Regions from separate parts of the Zea mays genome. Here regions 2, 3 and 4 are each linked to region 1. A link is a contact called in public Hi-C data. All regions are on one chromosome and are shown on one strand. The core of a region is the stretch at or near the end of the contact, and the rest is flanking DNA. Distances in the headings are between cores, read along the strand shown. Region 1 holds the start of LOC100279925 (Sorting nexin 2B). Region 2 has its middle 4.8 kb from the start of TRNAG-UCC. Region 3 holds the start of LOC100383661. Region 4 holds the start of LOC103635794 (cation/H(+) antiporter 15).

Region 1 (3,558 bases), core at 432-2,931:
ATATCTCTTGCTGATGAAGATTCAAGTCCCCCTGCCCTGGTGTGCAAGGAAAACAAATCTGCTGACAGACTTTGCACGTAATATAAAGCATTAGAGCGATCTGTGAATGCATGATGAACTGATATCATCATCTCCAAGTATTCATGGATACTGCCCTGCAAATCCAAGAACAATGTTAGTGAGTCAGATAATTCTGGTAAAAGATGCACAGACTTTGCAAGTATTGAGTCCACAATATATCAACATACCAGGTGTTTCACCATTTCAGAGTTTAATTTTATCTGTGACCTGCTCATCTTTAAAACAGAATTTGCAAAATTATGGATTTCACCAGCACGTCTTCTTAGGGAATTACATGTTGCCTGCTCTCTTTCAAATTTTGCCAGCTTAATCAATGTCATTCCCAAGTGACCTGTAGTTTCTCTAAGATCATCTTGGGCTTTAACAAGCGCTTCCGCCTGCATATATATAAAATACAAAGTTTAAAGGATTGGCCAGAGCAATTTTGTATTCTTCGCATAATAATATGTATGTAAAAGAGGAAGCATGGGCCAACACATGCAACTGAGCCATTTCACAAGATCTGTAAGTAGATAAATGCCACCATTTCACAAGATCTGTGAGTAGATCAATACCTGTTGTGATGCTATGCAACTGAGCTATTTCACAAGATCCGTGAGTAGATCAATACCTGCTGTGATGTTATGGTAAGCTGCTGCTGTAAGTCATCAAACCTGGCCTTGTGCGCCAGGAACTCTGTGTCTGTCTCCTGCTCCACAGGTGGAGGCTTTGTTGCAACCAGTCCATTCACCACCGTCTGCTTGAGACCCTTAAACATCCCAAACAAGTCCCTCCTAGCTTTCGTTGGCACCAGCGGAGCAGCAGCATTCAGCGTGGTAGTCCAGTACCGCGGGGGCTCACCCTGAAAGGCAGGGACGGCACCAGGCTCCGTGAGGAACGTGCGGAGGTCAGGGCTGTGGCCGACGATGGGGTGCACGGCAAGGCGGCGGAGGTAGCGCTGGAGCGCAGCGCACCGCTGGCTCACGAAGTCGTGGCGCTGCATGACCTGCCCCTCGAGGACGCTCTTGTCGGGTCGGGCCGGGACGAAGAGGCCACGGTGGGCTGCGGCAAGGCGGTCCGCGAGGGTCACCACGTCGCGGAAGCGCCGCCGCACGCGGACCTCCCCGCCGCCGCCCGCAAGACGGGTGGTGATGAGGTAAGAGAAGTAGCTACCGGACCCCGGGATCACACCGGCGGCACCCCCGCCGCTGGGCTCCGCGTGCTTCTTGGGATCCGATACGGTGATTTTGGCGAACACTGGGGACGCCGCATCACCACGCGCAGCGCGCGGCTGGCGGGCGACGTTGGGCGCCGGGGCGGTGGAGAAGTCGTCCTCGTCGAAGTCGTCGATGACGAATGGGTCGTCGCTCGCGGCGGCGGTCGGGGAGGTAGGTGGCCGGAGGAGGGGGTCGGTGGAAGTGGAGGCGGTAGCGGCGGCGGACGACGAGGATGAGTCGAGGGCGAGGGTTTCCAGGGCGTCAGCGGCGGTGGAGGGAACCGACGGCGAGGGCTCCGCTGCCATCATCGCTGGTTGAGAAGGGTGGTGGGTAGGGTTTGGACTTGGCCTCTTGGGATTGAGTGGATCTGACTAGGAGGGAGGCCGCGACCCGCGAACAATCGGTCGGTCGACTCGACGGGCGGAAGGAAGGAGGCGGCGGCGAAGTCGGTAGCGTCGCGTGTCCCCGCCGCAGTTATGCGTAAGCAATGGGCCATGGGGCAGTGTTTTGAAGAGGTGGGGCCTCGAGTTAAATAGTACTATCTCGTCGCGATTTAAAGTGATTTTGGTCTGGTTAAATTTATTAAAAATAGTAATAATATTTAAACATCTAAATAGATGCATTATGAAATATATTTAGTAAAACTTTAACAATTATTGATTAATATGATAGGTTTAGTATATTTTATACAAATTCGATCAAACAAAGATATTTTATATAAGCACTATTTTCAAATTGTTTTTATAGAAAGAGTAATATAGGAGAGACCGTTTGATTTTATTATTACTATTTTACTATTCAGTCAATAGCAAATCAAAAAATTTCTAATTCAATGTCAAGAAAGATTATGCCCCTGTTTGTTTCGGCTTTTCGCAGCTTCTGGCCACCAAAAGCTGCTGCGAACTGCCAAACATTCAGATTTTCAGCCAGCTTCTATAAAATTCGTTTGAGTAAAAACCATTCAAAATCAACATAAACATATAATCGGTTGAGTCGTCGCAATAGTAGTAATCCGTCACTTTATAGATCCTGAGCCCCATGGACAACTTTATCTTCCTCCGCATGTAATTCTAATGATACTCAGATTCTCTACACAACCAGATTCTCCCCACAGCTAGATTATCGGAAAAGCTGGTCAGAAAAAAGGTGAACCAAACAGGCCCTATACTTGTGACTTTCGCCAAGATAGATTCAAGGATTCCAATACAAGAAGATACCATGGGATCCACCATGTTGGGACAACCGCTCCTGAGGGTCTATGCCATAGGACCTTTTCTGGCCTAGACTAGGAAAATGATTTAACCTAACATAATTTATAATATGGCACCTAAGGGCTTGTTCGTTAGAGGTGGACTAGAGGGGATTTAGGGCGTGTTTAATAATGGCTCTGCTCCACTTTAGAGCAGATCTACCCTAAAACTCATAGTTGAGCCGTTGCTCTAGAATTTAGATTGTTTTTCTCATAATCAGTGCAATGGCTGGTAAATAACTCTAAACTCCATGCCTAGGTTGTTTTCTAGAGATTTCGAAGCAGCAAAAGAGGTACTCCAAAAAATTATAGTACAACTCTAAAACTCCATGAAGTTTGCAACTCTAGAGTTAGAGTGTTTGACAGGATTTGTCCAGTTCCTCCTTAGAGTTTTGCTCTAGAGCCATGCCAATCACAACTTGAAGGTCCCCAAGCCTAGAGGCGCTCTAAGACCTAGGGACCCTAGCACATCAGGACAACCTAAAATGAAATAACTAAGTCCTGAGAAGCCTTGTGCCCTAAGGCATTGGTAAACGATCTAGACCCTCATACTCCTCATGTCCTAGGGGTGTTGGGATTCATGACGTTCTACTAACTCAGGTCTTCAAGAAATTCTAAAGACAATCCACAATCCTTCAAGAAAAATTTAAGAAGAATTAGTACAACCATATCATTTTTTTCTTCTCACAAAAGTGTGTATTTTAAAATAACAATGACTTTCTTTATGAGTTTGTACTAATACATAGCCATTAGTAGCCCCCAACATCTCGAGCATTACAAGGACAATTGGGATGTTTAAGGAAAAAAACTTAATATAAAGAGAACTTAAACATAAAATCGATGTGACTCATCAATGTTCCATAAATTAGATTATTGTGTTGTCGTCAAGTTGGAGTCGGTAAGCATTAGAAACGAGAACTTGATTAGTGATAAATAGACCCCTCCTAGATGGGTGACAACTCGTGTTTGTCTTTTGAAGTCTGGATCTTGTACAATGCCATATCACCAAATGTAAATTTTTTGTAATGAACA
Region 2 (3,558 bases), core at 722-3,221, 250 kb after region 1:
TAGAGAGGTTGCTGGAGACTACCCATCTGGAACTTGACGGAAAGTTGTTCGTCAACACGCAGCAGGACCCTACCTGGCGCGCCAACTATCGGCGTTTCGACCCCGGGGGGTCCCTGGACCGACGAGTAAATTGTCGCTGCGTGTCCCAGCCTAGATGGGTCGGCGCGAGATGGAACACAAGGGGGAAAAAGGGAACCGCGGCTCATGTTATCCTGCGCCCAGGGCGGATGCGCTTGCAATAGGGGGTTACAAGCGTTCGCGAGAGAGGGAGAGAGCCTGTTCGTCAGTCCGTCCTCCCGCGCGGCCACCTTGCGTACGAGGGCCCTGGACCTTCCTTTTATAGATGTAAGGAGAGGGTCCAGGTGTACAATGGGGGGTGTAGCAATATGCTAACGTGTCCGACAAAGAGGAGCCAGAGCCCTATGTACATGCTGACGTGGCTGTCAGAGAGGTGCTAGTGCCCTGTGCATGTGATGTCGTGGCCGTCGGAGGAGCACTTGAGCCCTGTAGAAGCACAGTTGTCGGGGCTGTCGGGACCTTGCTGACGTCTCCTTGCTTCCGTAGGGGGCTGAGAACCGCCGTCGTCATGGGAGCATGCGGGGTGCCATCATTACTTGTTTACCGGGGCGAGCCAGATGGGACGTCGGTCTTGTTCCCCGTAGCCTGAGCTAGCTAGGGGTAGGGTAATGATGTACCCCCTGTAGCGTGGTCGGTCCGAGCCCTGGGGTCGGGCGAGGCGGAGATTCCTCCGAGGTCGAGGTTGAGGCCGAGCCCTGGGGTCGGGCGAGGCGGAGACCGTCTTCCGAGGTCGAGGTTGAGACTGAGTCCTGGGGTCGGGCGAGGCGGAGACCGTCTTCCGAGGTCGAGGTTGAGGCCGAGCTCTGGGGTCGGGCGAGGCGGATACCGTCTTCCGAGGTCGAGGCGGGGGCCGAGCCCTAGGGTCGGGCAAGGCGGAGCTTCCTATGGCGCCTGAGGCTGGACTCGGCTGCTGTCAGCCTCACCCTGGCGGGTGGCACAGCAGTCGGAGCAGGGGCAAGCGGCGCTGTTTTCCTGTCAGGTCAGTCAGTGGAGGGGCGAAGTGACTGCGTTCACTTCGGCCCTGCCGACTGAGGAACGTGTGTCCGGATAAGGTGTCAGGCGATCCTTGCATTGAATGCTCCTGCGATACGGTCGGTTGGCGAGGCGATCTGGCCAAGGTTGCTTCACTGCGAAGCCTGCCCGAGCTGGGCCTCGGGCGAGTCGAAGGTGCGCCCGTTGCTTGAGGAGGCCCTCGGGCGAGGCGTGAATTCACTTGGGTCTACTGTTCCTGTCCGAGTCTGGGCTCGGGCGGGGCGAGATCGTGTCCCTTGAGTGGACGGAGCCTTGGCCTGAATTACGTCCATCAGGCTTTTGCAGCTTGTGCTGATGGTGATTATCAGCCGAGTTTAGGAGTCTCGGGGGTACCCTAATTATAATCCCCGACAAACACGGCGCACATAAGGTGCAATGAATAGCTGGTAGATCAGACCCGAGTATATATAACCCACTGTAATTCCAGTCAATATAGCAAATTGGACTACTGCACTACGAAATAAAAGTCGATCGTGTAGTTGTGCTACTATTGAGTGGCCGGCCTTTTCCTTCCAAGTTAAGCTAGGCACGGATCACTGCTAATAATCAGACCTAGCTCGCCGAGGAAGAAAACGATTAATTAGCTAGCTAGCTGGGATAGAAAAAGGTTGCTGAGCTGAAACAGAGACATTTTGTCGTCAATGCATGACGTGTCTTATTTACCGTACGAGGATTTGTGGGTACGCTACCGTGCCATCTCCGCTTAATTAGTTAGCAGCCTCTCTCGCGAATTCAGCAGTTAGTTCTCAACGAAGAGACGTGCGGTTTTGGTTTTGTTTCCATGCATGGCAGCCTACACAGGAATCGATCAGATCTGGACAGTGTGTGTTACTGTTCTCTCCGGCCCTCAGCTCTCCTACCTTTTACATAGGGATGAGAGTAACTGCGTTGGACTGACTGTTAGTGGAACACTGCCAGCTAGCTCGGTCAGGTGGTGTCCTTTCCTTCATTCGTAAAGTAGTCAAAACAGTTGAAATATTAGGCGAGACGTCCGTATCGTCTGCGTTTTTTTTTGTAGTCCGCAACATTCTCGACAGCACTCGAGAAGCCTACCTCACCTGGGAGCTGGCCTAGCTAGCTACTACCTGAACTTTTCCGTGAGAACACGTGTCTGGCTGAAAAGAACCTCTTGCTGCTTCGTCGATCTCCTTCTCTCCGTCATCTTGTATATCGAACAAGAAGCGGCGGCCACAATGCAAGACTGAGTAGGTCGGTCCTTCCTACCTCCAAACCACCTTGAACTACTACCGGAATCACGTTCTTTGCCGAGTGTCTAAGACACTCGGCAAAGGCTATTTTACACTTGGCAAAGGCTTTGCCGAGTGTAACACTCGGCAAAGATTTCATCGGCAAAGGGTTGTTTGCCAAGTGCTTTTTTTCGGACACTCGGCAAAGACTTTGCCGAGTGTCAAAAAGCACTCGGCAAAGAAAAACACTCGGTAAATTAAGAATCGAAAAAATTAAAAAAACAGCAAAATATTTTTTAAATTCTAGGAACAACTCTCCAACCCTACTCTATTACCTTACCCGTTGCCCTATCATTTTTCACTATTATTTTGAATCAAACTTAATATGTTTTGTAAAAGGTGAGATTCGAACTCGCAACCTCTCTCTCGCGCATACCCTCCTATACCACTACACTACTACACCAATTATGTTTATATTACGATTTCCATTCCCCATGTACTATAACAAATCGAGAGTAATTTGATTATTTAAGGCACTAAATGAGTTCATTTGAAAATGTGACCAACTATAAAGTTGCATAACTTTTTGAGATCTAAAAGTTTTATTTTAATAGTTTTTACATCCGAGACCGTTTATAAAATTTGAATTTTAAATTTAAAAACTTCACACAAAATTTTCAATGATAAGATGATTTCAAATCAAAAAATTGTCAACTACAAAGTTTCATTACATTTCAAGACCTACAACTTTTATTTTGGTGGTTTTTCCATCCGAGACAGTTTGAAAAATTCAAATTTCAAAATTCAAACATAGTTTTGCATAACAAGATGATTTCAAACTAAAACATTGTCAACTACAAAGTTTCATAACTCTTCAATACCTACAACTTTCATGTTGGTGGTTTTTCCTTTCGAAGTCGTTTTCAAAATTCAAATTTTAAATTTTTTAAATTCAGACGTAGTTTTCGTTGACAATATGACTTCAAATGAAAAAGTTGTCAACTATAAACTTCTACAACTTCTCAAGATCTACAAAGTTTATTTTGGTTGTTTGGTAATTTGTTTATCTCAGATGATGGTTCTAACAATATGCACAAATTCTATACGTCTCTCTCGTAGTTTCATAAACTACGAGAGAGATATAGGTTTTATGAACAAATTTATTTTTATTTTGTCATATGAAGAAATGTTCAATATATAAATTGTACATCATGATGAGTTATATAAATTTGTAGTTGAAAACTTTTTCATTTGAATTAAT
Region 3 (3,558 bases), core at 271-2,770, 170 kb before region 1:
AAAAACATTGGCAACATGCTACACTGAAAGACTTCTAAAGAAACATTGAAATGCGATTATTCAATCTCCTCCTGATTCACATATTAAATCTACAGGACCAGCTAGTAATACAGTACAGCCCCCAACATCCTATCTAAGACTAAGTGTATCCTTGGATGCCTCACACACATGTTTGGTTAATGCCAAAATTGTCGGCATCACTTCCTGTACTGTATTACTAGGACCTGTATCAAATGCCATAACAACAGCAGTCTAGATAAAATGCAAATAGTTTACTTAGTTGTCACCTGGAGTAATAAGACGTTAAAAGCATAACTTCTTCCAAGTAGCGACAAACCAGGACTCCAATCAAATTAGTCATGTCTTGACAGCAAGTTCATCCTTGCTAGTCAGCTGTAATGTTGTACTACTGCATTTACATCATGTTATAGTGCACTATGTTTCATCTGGAAGTGCTTGTAACTTGTAAAGTGTGTGAAACAGTCAAGGCGAGAGGCTGGTAAAACTGCTCATACCAAGTCACAACCCAACAGCGTCGAGATCTAATAGTGGACCTCTATTCCTCGCAATGTCGGACCGAAGAGGACACCCAGCATACTACTAGCTACTAGTAAATGCCATCATTCATTTGGTTCCTTTCGGCTCCAGATTGATGCCGAGCCGAAGTCCCACAGTGGCCTGTCACAATCACCCGCAGCAGCAATGACGCCAACCACTTCGCCGAAACTCGAAAAGAATGCTGCTTAGTTCTGCCTGCCCTCCCTCCCCAAATTAAAACCAGACACCTAATCACAGCTGTTACGACCAGGGTTGCCAGTACCAGAGAGCAAACTGGAAGTAAAACCCTCGCGTTTACGAATTGCTACCCCCTTCAAACCCGTAGAGGCACGGCCGATCTCAAACTAAATTGATCAAGAGATGCCAAGGCGCTTTGAAAAAGGAGGTATTGGCTGAGAAAGCGGTGCGCTGGCAATCATGCCGCCGCCGCCGCCACCGCCACCCTGCTCCTCTTTGAGAAAAGCGGGAGGCCACTGCCCCTGCCCCTGCCGCGCGTCGCATAAACTAAAGCCGCAAGCAAAAGGCGCCCGCGCTCCGGTTGACTGACCTCTGGGCGGAGGTGGACGCGCGGCGGAGCCTGCGGGTGGCGCCACTGGGAGACGGCGGCAGCCCCGCCGCCGAACAGGTCGACGGCCTGGCGCACTGACTGGAACGGCGACGACGTGTCCACCTCGCCGCGCCCCCGCATAGCCGCCGCCACCGCCGCAAGGTTCGCCTGGTCGCCGCCGCCCCCTGCTGGGACGCCGACGGCGCGCCGCGCCGCCACTTCCGCCATCGCGGCCGTCCGAGGAGCGCCGCACGTCCGCCCGCGCCCCGCGGCGCGCTGATGAGTGTTAGTGGAGTACTGGGGTCTTGGGGGGGGGGGGCGCGGCGGGGAAGGGCAATGGCAGTGTCCTGTACTCCTGTCCTGCCCAGGTGGGCGCCCGTGACTGTAAGCGCTGCTGCGGTTTTTCGGCTCTGGCTGTCCGTACTCCGTAGCGGCAGCGTGCGGATGCCGGGGTGGGGAGCGCGGCGCCGTGGGGAACGTAAAGAAAGTAATACTAGTCGCCTTGCCTGCTTGGTGACGCCGAGCGTAGGTGCGCAGTGCGCTTGTGACGAAAAGGCAGGGGCAGTGGTGCGACCGTGCTCTGGTGGGTGTTCGGATAAAATAAAACTCGAAATGACAGCAGTTTTCACCCGTGCCCACGGCCCGTAGGGCCTGCGACGCTAACGAGACTGACGAGGTGGGGGCAACCGGTGGGTGGGCCATTGTCAGTGAGTGCTGCGGGTCTGTTCGGTGTCTGCCATTGGGTTGGTGGGCTGGTGGCTGCCGGTCGTGACTCGTGAACGCGTAACCTGTAGGGCTGGATTGGGGGACCTGGCCCGGGGTTCATGGGCTGATCCGTGGATCACGCCCGCCGTGTCTGGATGATAAAATGGCCAGAACTACGTGATAATAATCCAGGAAAATGTTGCTTGGAGATTTTGTTTTTTCCTTTTAGGGTTAATTTGACAACTCTATTTTTATAAATAAGTTCTATTTTTTTTTATATAAAAATGAACTACTTTCTTTTGAAAAAATAGAAATTTTCTGGAAAAAAAGTTGCCAAACTAGCCCACAGATGATATCATAGGGGGGAATTGCCCTCATGTTTTAAAATTGCTACCGAATCCACTTTCATTCCATATGTGGCTATACACGCAAAAAGGAGATTTCACATGACACAAGGTTACAACGTCTTTGGTTTAAGGATTAAGGTAGTTCATCGTCTTCTTACTCTATATTCTTATTTGGTTGGTGAACTAGAATAAGTTGATCTATCATCACTTCATTCCGTATAGCCTAATAATCTTTACCACTATACAATACAATCTAGTAGACTCCAACTATATCACCATTACACATATAACATTCACTATATTCACTAAACAAATTGCATCCAGACTTAACACGTAATCATCCCTCGCCCACAATCCCATCGCCCCCCAAGGCTTCCCTTCTCCCTAGCTCCTGCATCCCCGCCGACCCCTTCCCTCGCCGTCGCGCCCGCGAGGCCGCGACCTGTGTGTCCATCGCTAAATTTTTCTATCTCCTTTATAGTGTGAAAATTTAGGGTCCTGATTCGTATTTCTTTTTGAAGCCACGGAAATGCTCTCCCTCGCTCGATCCGGCTGCGACGTGTGTGTCCGCCGTCTTGCCACGATCAAAATCTAAATCTAATAAAAAAAATAGCACTCGGTAGTTAGGCAGTAACTTGCGAGCACATTGATGGTACAGGACACTGGAAAAATGAGGCGGCGGTTACAAAATCCTGGGAATGCAAGGAGCTACTCTTGTTGACTGTAAAACCCTTCCGGTTACAATCCATAGGGCCGGCCATCCATTCCTCGTCGCCTCACGGACGCGGTCATGCAGGGAGCAATGAATAGTAGAGAGTAGGCATAGAGATCTGCTTCTCTGACGACGCAAGACTGTGCCGCCTCTGTCGCCCTGTTTGGCCGGGACTGGAGGAGCTTAGGATCCGCCATCAACCTGTCCTCGTATTTCTGCGGCCATAGAAGTATACTATACTATGGCATTGGTAGAAACATTCTGCAATACAGACCACGTACAGAGCCATGCCAGCTCGACATCATGCATGGGCATGGCAATGGCAACACAAGAGCAGATCTCTAGTACTACGTGACGCGCCATGCACGGACGGGGGCAATCATAAATACACTGGTACACCGGCGCACTCATGCTGTCTCTGTTTTTTTTGTTGTTGTCACATGCTGCTGGTGTGGTGACCAACTCCGGCGCCCCCCCCCCCCCCCCCCCCCCCCCCTGTACAGTAAAACCCGGTCACGCCGTTGCGCCCGCTGCAATCATTCATTCGTGAGTCGTGACATGATCCCGAGCTGACGGACGACGACGGGACGCAGCCCATCGACCCGATAGCGAGCCTGTTCTTGCGTGCGGCCCAGGCCCGATTCCGAGCAACAACTCTATCTCACACAGCTAACTCTAGTTAGGGTTAC
Region 4 (3,558 bases), core at 356-2,855, 130 kb after region 1:
GACGCTGTAGGTGTTCTTGCCGATCAACTGCGAACAGAACCGATCAAATGTTTCAAGGCCGACGCAAAGAATGTGAACAAAAATGCAAAATTGGTTGGTGGTTGTTGCATTTGATTCTTCCATCTGCAGAGCTGTCGTATCAGCGTACGAGCGATCACCTTGTTTGTGAGGAAGAAGGTGAAGGTGATGACCTCGACGATGCCCTTGGAGCTCATGAACAAGCTGAGGGACACGGCGTCCCGGAGGGGGATCTCAAGGTACAGCGACGGCACCATGACGCCGATCATCTTGCCAAACCATCCGAGGAGCACGACTAGCTGCAGCCTGCCCCAATGCAGGGACCACACATCGGTGCTGAGGCCGGTCATGGCGTAGTACAGAGGCAGAATCAGGCCGGACACCATGGCGTCAATTTTCTCCCCCAGCGCGGTGCCGAGCGGCGGTCCGTCGGGGATCGCCAGCCCCAGCATCAGCGCGCCGTGGAACGAGTTGGTCCCGATAACGTCGCTGTAGAATCCGACAAGAAGCACGACGAGGAGGAAGAAGAAGACGTAGCTCTCGTCCACGGGCTTGCCCGGCGGCGTGCGCTCGATCACCTTGAGCGCGACCGGGCGCACCGCGAACAGTATGACCGCGCCGAGCGCGGCCACCGAGAGGAACGCCCAGAGCGACGTCACGGCCGAAACGAGGAACGCCTCGGCGAGGATGTACCCCACCATGATGAGCCACGCGATGCCGTCGGTGGTCATCGAGGCCGACATGGCGGTGCGGCCCAGGTCGGAGTTGAGGAGGTTGAGCTCTGACAGGATCGGCGACAGCACCGCGAAGGACGTGACCGAGAGCGACGTGGCCAGCGCGAACAGGAACGTGGAACGCCTCGTTACGTCGGGTTCCTCGACCATGGCGGCGCCGGATAAGCCCGCGGTGGTCATGACCAGCGGGAGGATGAAGCCGGAGAGGGCGATGATCACGCCCTTCTTGCCGGAGCGGACGACGAGCATCGGGTCCATCCGCACGCCGATGAGGAAGATGACGTACATGAGCCCGAACGTCGCGATGGTGTGCAGCACCGGGTCGCCCCTCGCCGGGAACACCGTCTCCTTGAACGCCGGGCTGCGTGACAGCATGGACGGGCCGAGTATGATGCCGCCCTGAAACACATCAGATAGAGCAGCACGTTTCAGTTGATTTGCGCCAAAAAGCTTTCAATCAAGCTGGTGAAAGCAAAAAAACGTTCATGGCGTCGCTGCAAAGTGCAAACTACTAGGATGGACGTGCCATGATCTCAGACACGACGCGGGGCTGCTTGAATGGCTTGAGAAGGAAGTAGAGGACGCGGGTGATGGCGACGATGAGGACGAGCTGCAAGCCGAGCAGCGGCAGCGACTCCTGCAGTGGGTTGCCTCCCTGGAAGATGTTCCGCCCGGCGCCCGTGATCTGCGGGACCACGTAGCAGTCGATGCCGTCGTCCATCTTCCCTGCGTGTCCCTGCCGGCGCCGACGACAATGCCCTGCGCCCTTTCTCGTCAGGCCGTGTCTTCCATGGCGGTCTGCACGGTGTAGTGTAGGTGTAGGCGGGGCGAGAGGCAGAGAAGGGGAGAGGAATGAGCGACATGCCAAAAGAAGTTTTAAAACTTCATAGCCTCGAGATTTTATTGAGCTCTGGTTGTTCGGTAGAGTTTCTGTGGCTGGAAAGCGTATGAATTTCGCGATAAAGATGGCTGCGTCGTGAGTTCAGGAATAGTAAATCTAAATTTGGATTGGGGAACTCATAGGATTTGTGCATCGTGTACTGCGTTCTTTGAGTACTATAGATTTGGAACACGCTTCGGAACAACCGTAAAATAAAATTCAATACAAATTTCTTTAGAGTATCGCGTACCCATTTGCCTTATAAAGTTGCCACAATAGCGTGCATTGTTGATGATTCAATGACTGTTTGTTTGTATTCCTCTCTCTCTCCTAAGACACAGCCCCACTACAAATGTGAAGATATATAAATGTGACATAACTTGTCGGACAATGTATTATCGTTGATTCCGGTGTACTAGTCATGAATATCATCTACGTGCTATGGATATGTATGTTATTCTTTGATATTTGTTATTTAATTATATGGATCGTGGATTCGTGGGTTGTACAGTATTGCTGTTATTCTTTTGATGTTTGTTATTTCTATGGCTCGGTATTACTGATGGCTTGTTTGCCTCTAGGCGTCAGATTTTGGGTCCCTGCTAGATTTAGGGGCAGAGACGAGTTTTAATCCAGCGTAGTCTTCAAATCTAGAACGGTTTTGAAGTTCGGGTTTCAAACGTGGGTCTAGTGGCGTAGCTAGGATTTTAGTGATGGATGGTCCAGTTAGATTTTTAATAATATAATTGCAACAATTGATAAATAGATATGAAATAAAAAAATTACCTGCACTACAATTGATAAATAGACAAAAATTCTGAAGCTCGGCGCTCCGTTCCGAGAGCATAGCCATTGCCTGGGTTGTCGCAGCAACGACGTCATCACGAGCTTGCGAAAGCTCTCGCATCTTGGCTTCCACATCCGTCTTCACCTCCTCTGCCGTTTTCGTGGCCTTCTGGGCTTGGGAAAACATCCTCTGGAGCTCTGGAAAAGGTAAAGGGCTGAGCAACCACGAAGAGCAGATGCAAAAGACATATAAGGACAAAGGAAAAACACCGACCCCTGGCTACGTTGTGTTCTTTCGAGAGCTCTGCGTCCGCCTTCTCCAGGTGAGTCTGAATACTTTCATGTTTGGATACAAACTACCAACTTTCATTACCAGATTCAATGGGTCAAATACAATAACCCTATCTTCTGGTATATATGAACTCACATTCGGGAATTGCCAAAGTATCTTCATCATAAATTTTCTCTGAAGAAGTACCCTCTACTACCACTAGTCGCAACTTCACTTTCCCTATTTTCAATGTCATCCTCACGCTGCAATCCTAGTTGAATATACAAAAGATATTCTTTAGGTACTCCAGTTTGTCCTTTCTCGTCCCATCTACTTTCAATCTGAATGCTACTCCGAACAATTTGAGATGGTTCGATTATAGCTAGAGCAAATGGATTGTCCTTCACAGAATCACAGTAAAGAACAATTTATACATTACCAATCATTACCAATTCTAGCAAATCAACCGAACTAGGAAGAACTTACGTGTGCCTCACCTCAGGTTCTAACCTCAACAATGGGTGCAGGGGAACTCTTGGAGACATTGTACCTGAAGGGGCGACACACGACGTCGCGAGCAGGAAGAGGGACCTCAACGACCACAGCAGGAGCTGAAGCCTCCACCGAGCCCACCAACAACGAGCCATGGAGCCGACGTCCACTCCCGGACACACTTAGGGCATGTACAGTGGTGTTTAATGTGGGGGCTCTTAAGGTGTTTTAGGGGATTATTTGCAAAAAAATCTTAGAGTTGTCTCTCCGTGAAGAGACGCCTCTGGCTCGTAAACCAAGTAACAACAGACGCCTCACTTCCTACCGTACGAATTTGTCGTTCATTCTATCGATCTGATGTTATACAAATACATTTA

What was found. A called contact is a pair of places that touch in the nucleus more often than the background predicts.
Region 2: a Hi-C map of ear shows a contact between it and region 1, with 2.2 times the contacts expected there. The contact joins the enhancer-like site here to the promoter of LOC100279925 in region 1. A contact is called at or near these places in 3 of 25 Hi-C or Micro-C datasets (ear, leaf and tassel).
Region 3: a Hi-C map of leaf shows a contact between it and region 1, with 4 times the contacts expected there. The contact joins the promoter of LOC100383661 here to the promoter of LOC100279925 in region 1. A contact is called at or near these places in 2 of 25 Hi-C or Micro-C datasets (leaf and tassel).
Region 4: a contact with region 1 is called in a Hi-C map of leaf, with 5 times the contacts expected there. The contact joins the promoter of LOC103635794 here to the promoter of LOC100279925 in region 1. A contact is called at or near these places in 15 of 25 Hi-C or Micro-C datasets (bundle sheath, ear, endosperm and 5 more) and 2 of 3 datasets of contacts at active chromatin or transcription factors (leaf and seedling).

Annotation. Positions count from the first base shown.
Region 1 is chr8:121,393,901-121,397,458 of Zm-B73-REFERENCE-NAM-5.0, reverse strand. It overlaps LOC100279925 (Sorting nexin 2B), which reads right to left and starts at 1,681. Exons shown (of 5, transcript NM_001351803.1): 1 at 692-1,681; 2 at 249-458; 3 at 1-155. The coding sequence starts at 1,585.
Region 2 is chr8:121,148,059-121,151,616 of Zm-B73-REFERENCE-NAM-5.0, reverse strand. No RefSeq gene overlaps it. Among protein-coding and RNA genes, the nearest start is that of TRNAG-UCC, 4.8 kb to the right of the region's middle. Within about 2 kb of position 1,971, at least 11 of the 20 cell types and tissues checked have an H3K27ac peak or open chromatin away from gene starts, as enhancers often do. A contact at or near this core is called in ear and leaf, where this site is marked.
Region 3 is chr8:121,559,181-121,562,738 of Zm-B73-REFERENCE-NAM-5.0, reverse strand. It overlaps LOC100383661, which reads right to left and starts at 1,520. Exons shown (of 2, transcript NM_001176305.1): 1 at 1,106-1,520. The coding sequence starts at 1,333.
Region 4 is chr8:121,263,463-121,267,020 of Zm-B73-REFERENCE-NAM-5.0, reverse strand. It overlaps LOC103635794 (cation/H(+) antiporter 15), which reads right to left and starts at 1,605. Exons shown (of 3, transcript XM_035961755.1): 1 at 1,279-1,605; 2 at 159-1,151; 3 at 1-27. The coding sequence starts at 1,473.